Linked DNA regions of Mus musculus: region 2 is linked to region 1. Evidence: chromatin contacts called from public promoter capture Hi-C data. All regions are on one chromosome and are shown on one strand. The core of a region is the stretch at or near the end of the contact, and the rest is flanking DNA. Distances in the headings are between cores, read along the strand shown.

Region 1 (4,154 bases), core at 606-3,105:
TGCTTGCCTTCACTCTCTCTGGCAAGTTCATCTCTCCTGTTGCCGGAGCCCATACTAAATCCAATGACCTTCAGATCCCAATGAAGACCATACCCTGATAGCTCTCCAGGAATCTCCCAGGAGTCCAGCAACAGATTGGGGGCGCAGAAACATGCAGCTCCGCGGAATGAACAGCAACTGGATTCTCAGTTTTTCCACCATGAATCAGCCATTGCTATATCACCCCTGACACACCCTGTCAGACACTCTAACACCACATATATAAAACTAAATATACATGCATTCAACATATCAGTTCTGGGCATTTGGAGAGCTGGGATGGCTAGTCTTGGTGGTCAACTTGACTACATATGGAATGAACAGGAATCCAGAAATAGAGGGTGTGTCTGTTAGGGACGTTTTTGCTTGGTTTGAAGTGGGTGGATCCATTTCTGCTCTGAACCTTTAAGATAAAAAGACATACACCTTTGATCTGGATAGTGAGGTGGGGAGGTGCAACTTTAATCTGGGCCACACCTTCTGCTGGAAGCCTATATAAGGACATGGAAGAAGGAAGCTTTTGTTCTTTGCCTGCTTGCCCTTGCCTTGCTAGCACATCCATTCCTTCACTGACATTAAAGTCTGATTCTTTGGGATTCCAGTGTATACTGAAGACCAGCAAAGACCAGCTGAGACATCCAGTGTCACGGACTGAACTGAGCAACTACTGGATTCTTGGACTCTCTGTTCACTGCCATCCACCATTGGAATAGCTGGACGGCAGCCTATAAGTTATTCTAATAAATTCATATTACGTGTGCGCTCTCTCTCTCTCTCTCTCTCTCTCTCTCTCTCTCTCTAAGTTCTGTTAGTCTAACACAGAGAACCTGTATACATCCCTTGGCATCCCCATTCTCCCTATTTGTCTCTCTCACTTGTCCCCTTGTCTCTCCTTTCATGAAGGTTGAAAGACTTACTTATATTTCTTCTTTTTGTCCTTCAGGACTGGTTTTCATATCAAATTCACCACCCCTTTTAATTGAATTGTGAAATGTTCCTTTTCTAGCACTTAAAAGTGTCTGCAGAAGTTTGAAATAATTTGTTCTTTAATGTTTGATTAATTTAAAAAGTGAGTTGAAAAGTACCTAGGGCTTAGGTATTTCCTTCTTTCCTTCCTCCCTCCCTCCCTCCCTCCCTTTTTTCCTTCTCTCTTTCCTTCTTTCTTTTCTTTTTGAAAGTGATTGTTGTCTCCTGGCCAGTTTTAAAAAGCATGGCTCTATTTTGACTTTCCCACTTAAATACATTTTCTTATTATGTATTGTGTGTCTGTGTATGCCGTGTGTGGGCATACCTGTGACACAGTACCTGTCTGGAGGTCAGAGGGCAGCTTATAGAATTCTGTTCTCTCCTCCTGCCATGTAGGATTCTGGAGACCAAACTCAGGTTGTCGGGGTTAGCAGCAAGCGTCTTCACCCACTGAACCATTTCACTGGGCCCAGATAATTATCTTTTAAAGAAAATTGCTTACATCTCGCAAGCTTTCCAGATTATGAACATACAAGGTCCACTGTATCTAAATTCTTGTCCTTCAATCTAGCTTTCTTTACTTCCCTGATGAGACTTGTTTTTTCTTTACTGAGAAAAGCTAGGTACCAGCTAAGAGTTTTCATTTTTGCCCCTTTACACATGCCTTTGCTGTGTTTTCCAGGTTAACATTTCCCACACACACAGTTCAGAAGCTTCCAAGCGGGTTTTCCCTTCAAAGGCTTACCCCGTCTCTTGCCCCGCCCATAGCGCCCGGGCCCCGCCCCCAGGAGGCCCCGCCCCCGAGGAAACGGATGTGGGCTTCCGGAAGCCGGAAGCGGGCGAGCACTGTGGACCCGGAGTCGCTCGGAGCTGAGGCTAAGAGGCGGGCGGAGCCGGCGATGGCGGAGAAGTTTGACCATCTGGAGGAGCACCTGGAGAAGTTCGTGGAGAACATTCGGCAGCTCGGCATCATCGTCAGCGACTTCCAGCCCAGCAGCCAGGCGGGGCTGAGCCAGAAGCTGTGAGTGACGGCCCGGCAGGGCTCGGCGCGTCTGTGCGAAGCCCCTGCCCGCCGGCCTTGGGGACCCCACTGGGGCTCTAACGTTCATCCCGGGTCCCCGAGGGGAGGCCGGTTCTATCCTGACCGGACCTCACAGGGGAGGCGAGTTCCGTCCTGACCGGGGCGGACGGGCTCCATCCTGACCCCACTGGAGGCCGGTTCCACCCTGACTCCACTGGGAAGGAGGATCTGACCGCACAGGAGAGGAGGCTCAGTCATGACCCCGCTGGGATAGAGGTAGCTCTAGGTCCATCCTGGCCGGACGTGGAAGGCCGGTTCCACCCTGACCCCATAGGGGAGGAGGATCCCTCCTGACCCCACAGGGGAGGCTGGCACCACTCTGACCCTACAGGACAGTCTGGGACTACCCTGATGCCGTAAGGGGAGGTAGGCACCACGGACACTCCACCCCACCCCACCGCACTGGGGAGGTTGACTTCACACCTCAGGGGGGCCCTGAGCCACCTGCTGCATAGGCCTCGCTGTGGAAGAAGGCCACCACAGAGGGTTGATTTCTTGACAGTATCTTGTGTAGGCCTTGGAATGGCCTACAGGGAAACAACACAGTGTTCAGGAGAAGGCCTCACCGCTTATATATGGGACACTTTCCAGGGATCTGGAGTGGTTCTGGAGGGAGCCGAGGTTCAACCCACTAGGGATGGGCTTTTTCCTTGCTGACTGTGGGTACTGCACTTAAACTGGAGCCCACTTCTCCACGCTGTCTACCCTGAAACTCCATTCAGTGACATGCACTCCAGAAAGCTCTGCTCTCTCTTCACCTCCTTTCTGAGTTTAGAAGGGAAAAATTAAGCATCTGAACATATTTTGTAAGTCCAAAGGTGTCCCCAGAATCCCGTGGCAATTAAGGGTTCAGGTGTGTGCAGCATTAGGGAGGAAGAAGCCTGTTAAGGTAGCTAGCGCCAGTCTCCCGACTTCCCTCTGATCCCAGCCACTGAGCTGCCTTGGTGCTGGTGCTCCTGGGTTAGGAAGGTAACATGAAGGTACAGGCAGAGCAGACAGGTAGTCAGGTTCATCTGGGAGAAGGAAGCCAGCATAGCCCTAGCTGAGACACGGCCAGTCCTGCCTCTAGTGTCTGGACCTGGAAGCCGCCTCTCTGTGTTCCCACCCAGGGGAGACCCTTTTCTGGAATGAGAGACTGCCCAAGAAACCATCTCTACCCACAGTTCAGTCTCTTAAAGCTGGGTACAGGATTGTGTCTCACTTGGGATGTTTACTAAGGTATAGAGTTGTGGTCTTGCCCCTCAAGGAGGGCTTTGTGGGATGGGAACAAGCTGGCGCATTGCCTAGACCAGAGCCTGCTGTGACTGGCCTTGTTCTCTTATCCAGTTCCCGTGGCTATCTCATACCCAGCTGCCACCTCAGTTATCTGCCCCGGTGTCCTTGACCTTGGCCGTTTTAACCCTCAGGAATTGAAGCACAGTGGCCAGTGCCGTGTAGGGGTGTGCTGTGCTGTCCTCTGAACTAACCACGTACCCCACTCTGCCTTTTTCCCAGAAACTTTATTGTTACGGGCTTACAGGACATAGATAAATGCAGACAGCAGCTGCACGATATCACGGTGCCTCTGGAAGTTTTTGAGTAAGTATCACTGGGTCTCTCTGATTCTTGGTTAGCTGTGAGTGCCAGTGAGAGGGAGGGAGGCGAGGCCCAGGTGCCACAGGCAGGACCACCAGTCTTCTAGGGTTGTAGTAGGCTAATGGGGTTAAAAAAGGATAACTCTCTCTCCAGTGTTGTGTTGTTGAGAATAGTGTCACATGAAAATATAAAAACATGCTTCCGAGTTCAGTGGAGAAAGGCCTTCAGGCCACAGGAAAACCTCATAATTCTTAAGAGCTATACCTGGGTGTGATGGCATAAGCCTTTGATCTCAGCACTTGGGAGGCAGAGGCAGATGGATCTCTGACTTGGAGATAAGTTTGGCCTATAGAGAGTTCCAGGACAGCCCAGGCTAGACAGAGAAACCGTCTTGAAAAGCAACAAGAGGTGTGTGTGAAGTGTATTGTCTGTCTGTCTGTCTGCCTGCCTATCTATCTATCTATCTATCTATCTATCTATCTATCTATCTATC
Region 2 (4,154 bases), core at 820-3,319, 1.1 Mb after region 1:
TGGGCATATCTATAGCTCTCTGATGTCAATACAGCAAAGACCAGATTCCTACAGCCATAATCCACTCCTGTAGACATGAGAGTAAGTGTGAGAAGGAGCAGTCACTGGTAGCAGATGCTGATATTCATGTGTCCACATTGCCTTCTGATGGGTGAGAAAGTCCCCACCATACCTTCCCGTCTGCTATTTATCCGTCATGGTGAGCAGACAGCTGGCAGCCTAGCTTAGGGGAGTAAACTTCCCAGTCTGGCAACTTGGGATGTTCCTTGCCCATGACTTCTTAGTCACCTTTCAGCTTAGGCCAGAGAAGTCTCATTGTCTGACACACATTTTATTGTATCACTTTTGTAGAGAAGTCTCTTTGTCGGACACATTTTATTGTATCACTTTTGTATCACTTACTTTGTCTGTGTGATTCCTTTGACTCCTAGAGTTTGGGAGTATGGAGGAAGCAGATGGATGCCCTTAAAATGTTGCATATTGTAACGAACCATTTTCTAAACCTACAGCTCAGCTATGTATACATTTTTTTTTTCTTTTTGTTCTTTGAGTTTCTAAGACAATTCGATCTGCTTTGGTAATATTTCAACCATCAAGTATGTGCAAGTTACATATTGAACTTGACATAAAGGAGAAAGTTTCTTGGCATTCTTGGATTGAATGGTTTCCCGTTAGCTGGATGAATCTAAAACCATCATTCACTTGAGACAGACACCTAGAGTTAAATGTAGAAAAGACTTTGGCAACGTGTTCGGTAGAGGGTGATTGTTTTGACTTTGGGTTAATGTTTAATAGTGTAGATAAGTCCGTTAATGCCATGGAACTTGAGTAAGGAAGTTTTATCTTCAAGTAACTTTGGAGAAACCATAGGAGCAATTAAGGATCTGGGTTTGGAAGAATGGTCCTCCACAGTCTCCTCCCGACAGGCCTAGAAGGACCTGGCCAGAGGTATGGAGTCTCTGCACAGGCCTTTTCATGGAGCAGGATCAGACACAGGCTGCTGACAGAGGAAGCAGGTTCATTGAGAGTCCATTTGCAAAGATTTCACCTCTGTTCTCAGGACTGAAACAAAACAGAAACCTATTCAGAGAAGCAGAGCAGGACACATTTATACTACAGGTGTAAGCCTAGATCTGCAGTCTTCAGTTTTTCCGAGTAACTGAAACTCAAAACACACTGTTCACCATTGCTAGGGCTTTCATGCAAAAGCCATTCTCGGATAGCATGGGTGTGCTGTACCCTGTATGGAGAAAACAATTGAAATTCCAACAGTTTGTTTATTTGTTTGGTAGCTAATTCATGATAGATTTCTTTTTTTAAGTGACATGGGGAGTTTGAGCTGGCAGTATCTGAAGCTAGCTGAGTACTATACAAAGAATCCTGGGTGGTACACGGTTCTCTGTAATGTTAAATTCTTGTCCCACGCACAGGAAAGCTCAAGGTAGACTGCAGATGCACAGTCACGGACTCTTAGTCAATACCAAGGGTCTCTTTTGAAAGGCTCTGGCTGTACAACTAAGTGAAGATCTCTCCCACTGATTAAGTCTGCAAATAGCATAAGGTGACACAACAGCTCTGTGAAGAATGCCAGCCCAGCAGGGCCACCAAGAACACCATCTATATCCCTCTACCTACATCTACATACTGTCTACAACCCCATAGATCTGCCCTTCCTTTCTCACCTTCTTCCTCCCTACACTCCTCTTCTTTTGTTCCTTCCCCCTCTTTTTCTAGCTGGCCTTGAACTCACTCTATGGCCAAAGATGACTTCGAACTTCTTATTCTTCTGCACCTACCTCTCTAATGCTTGGGTTGCTGCTGTGCATCATGGTGCCTGGTTTATTAGGTTCTAGGGGTCAAACCTATGGCTTTCTGCATGCCAGGCAACCTAGTCGCATCTCTATGCCCCTCCCTCAAATGTTTTCTGATGTCTAAGTTGCTGAAGTTTGGATAACAGCACCAACAAGTACTATATTCTCAAGGACAGCCTTTGATAAGACAGTGAATACCATGGATTAAAACAAAGAACAGAACGTGTAGGTAATCGTTTTGGGAAGCTTTGCATCAGTGTTCCATACTGTGACCCAAGGGCAGAACTCAAGTCAGTATTAACTGAGAGGCAAATGGTGGCTGTCTCCTGTTTGATGTGCAGGCCTGGAAACCACCAGGTATTAGCTTAATAATTGCAGCTTACCCTTTGTCCACATTGCCTGGTTGCTTGATTAAGGGTGAGCGGTAGAGCTCTTCTTCCAGGCTTGGCTTTATCCTCCCAATGGATTCTTTCTGGTTCAAATCTTATTGCCAAGACTCCTGCCCCCAATTTTAGTAACTATACCAATGCTCTGGTAGGGATCAGGGCTTCTGACAGACATGGGTTGATAGCTAGTAATGTCAGGGCACAGAGGACAGACAGCCTTTCAGTGCATCCTCTCTTTTGCTGAAAGGAAGGCAGTTAGCTGTGGTTCTTCTGCAAGAGGCCAGAGCCTCCCCAGTTGTATCACTTTCTCTGCTGATCTGAAGGAAAGGCTTCTGTGAGAATGGAGTGAAATGGTGGAGAGAAGCAAGCGTTCATGGCTTCACCTGCCATCCCCTGAGGAATGCTGGCTCCGAAGCACACTGCAAGGCCCCTCAGGCAGCCTCAGTACCGAGGTGAGCACTTCTCCCTGCTACTTGTCCTTATGTTATATGTCTGTTTGTATGCTTTTAAATACCCCAATTTCTTAGAGAAGCTTTTGGATAATTCTACCTTGCAACCATCATCAAGGAAAATCAATCCAATGGCAATAAATAAATCAAGAGACAGAACAGTAGGTAGAAAGAGTTGTGTCTTCCAATACACATATACTTACAAGTATCTAAATATATGTTCGCCTCTGTGTGGACATACACACACACACACCATAGGTCCTTGAAACTCATCCTGGACTGCTTCGATGGCTGGATACTGAATGTTTGGTGAGGTGATCTATGTGTTTCCTTCGCAGACTTCCTCTCCGACTTCCGATTGCACCATGAGCAGCATTGTGGCCCATCTCCCTGTTGGCGTTCTAGCGGTGTCTGGGAGAGCCACGCACCTGCATGTGTTGTGCCAGAGGAAGAAGATTTCTATGATGGTCAACACCTGTCCCTCGCTGCTGTAAGCCCTGCCATGAGGGAAACTCACACACAGGCTGATGAACTGAGCAGAGACAATGAGAGCATGAGAAGAGAGCAGATGCCCTGGGAAGGCTCCAGCTGCCGGAGCTTCTCATTGGCGGACAGCCAGCTGCAGAGAAGGAGCAGATACTCAGTGCTGACACAGAGCTGCAGAAGGTTGCCATCGGAAAGTCATTGTATTTTTAGCAGGTTCCAAAATAGATAGCAACCATAGTTCAAATTCCTGTCTAATCCTTTGCCAGCTGTTTGAACAATCTAAAGTTTAAGATCTTACTATTCTTACCAGTTGCTTTGCAACTTAGGATGAAAACCGTGAGGTTAGGGATACAAACTACACAGTAGCATACACAATGCTGATTACTGCAGCCAAGAAAATTAACACGGAGCTCTTTGTGTGTTTGTATGGTAAGAATATTTAAAACGCATTCTTTCATCAAATTACTTGCATACAATGAAGCACTTCTTTTCCAGTTTATGTGCATGTACACATTTATTATCTATGAGGCATAAATATGTGCTTTTTGACTGTCACAGAAATACAAATTCAAGCTTGGAGGAGGAAGTTGAAGCCATTTCCTTCAGCACAAGTGCTATTTCTGGGACCCGCCTGGCAGGATTCCAAGTTAGGGGAAGGGGTCACACTTCTCCCTAGAGCCACCACACAGCAGAGAAGCTGAGGGCATCCTGCTGTTCAGCTATCTTGGGCTTTAAGACTGCTCAGTGGTGGACCTGTCTGGATGCCCTTTGAAGCTGAAGTTCACTGTGAACACAAGCTGGTCCTTATACAGCTTTCCCACCGAGTCTGTTTCTACAGAAGCATGGGAATTTGTATGTGTTCCTTTTCTGACAAATCACTTTTCTCAATAGTTTTTGAAACTTGGATCCAGAACCTGTGGTTATCCAGTTTTCCCCTCACAAGTAACTCCTATGACACGTCTTTAGGTGTTTCTGGGGTGAGCTGGCCAGTTGGAAGTCAGGGTGCTTGTCACTAGAGAGGG

Evidence for each region. Promoter capture Hi-C pulls out the DNA fragments that hold promoters and counts their contacts.
Region 2: a promoter capture Hi-C map of liver shows a contact between it and region 1, with 2.8 times the contacts expected there. The contact joins the promoter of 8030423J24Rik here to the promoter of Med10 in region 1. A contact is called at or near these places in 2 of 39 promoter capture datasets (both in liver) and 1 of 115 datasets of contacts at active chromatin or transcription factors (stem cell-derived neural progenitor cells).

Annotation. Positions count from the first base shown.
Region 1 is chr13:69,808,027-69,812,180 of GRCm38.p6, forward strand. It overlaps Med10 (mediator complex subunit 10), which reads left to right and starts at 1,856. Exons shown (of 4, transcript NM_138596.2): 1 at 1,856-2,026; 2 at 3,581-3,664. The coding sequence starts at 1,905.
Region 2 is chr13:70,880,879-70,885,032 of GRCm38.p6, forward strand. It overlaps 8030423J24Rik (RIKEN cDNA 8030423J24 gene), which reads left to right and starts at 2,070. Exons shown (of 3, transcript NR_157373.1): 1 at 2,070-2,168; 2 at 2,521-2,649; 3 at 2,985-3,625.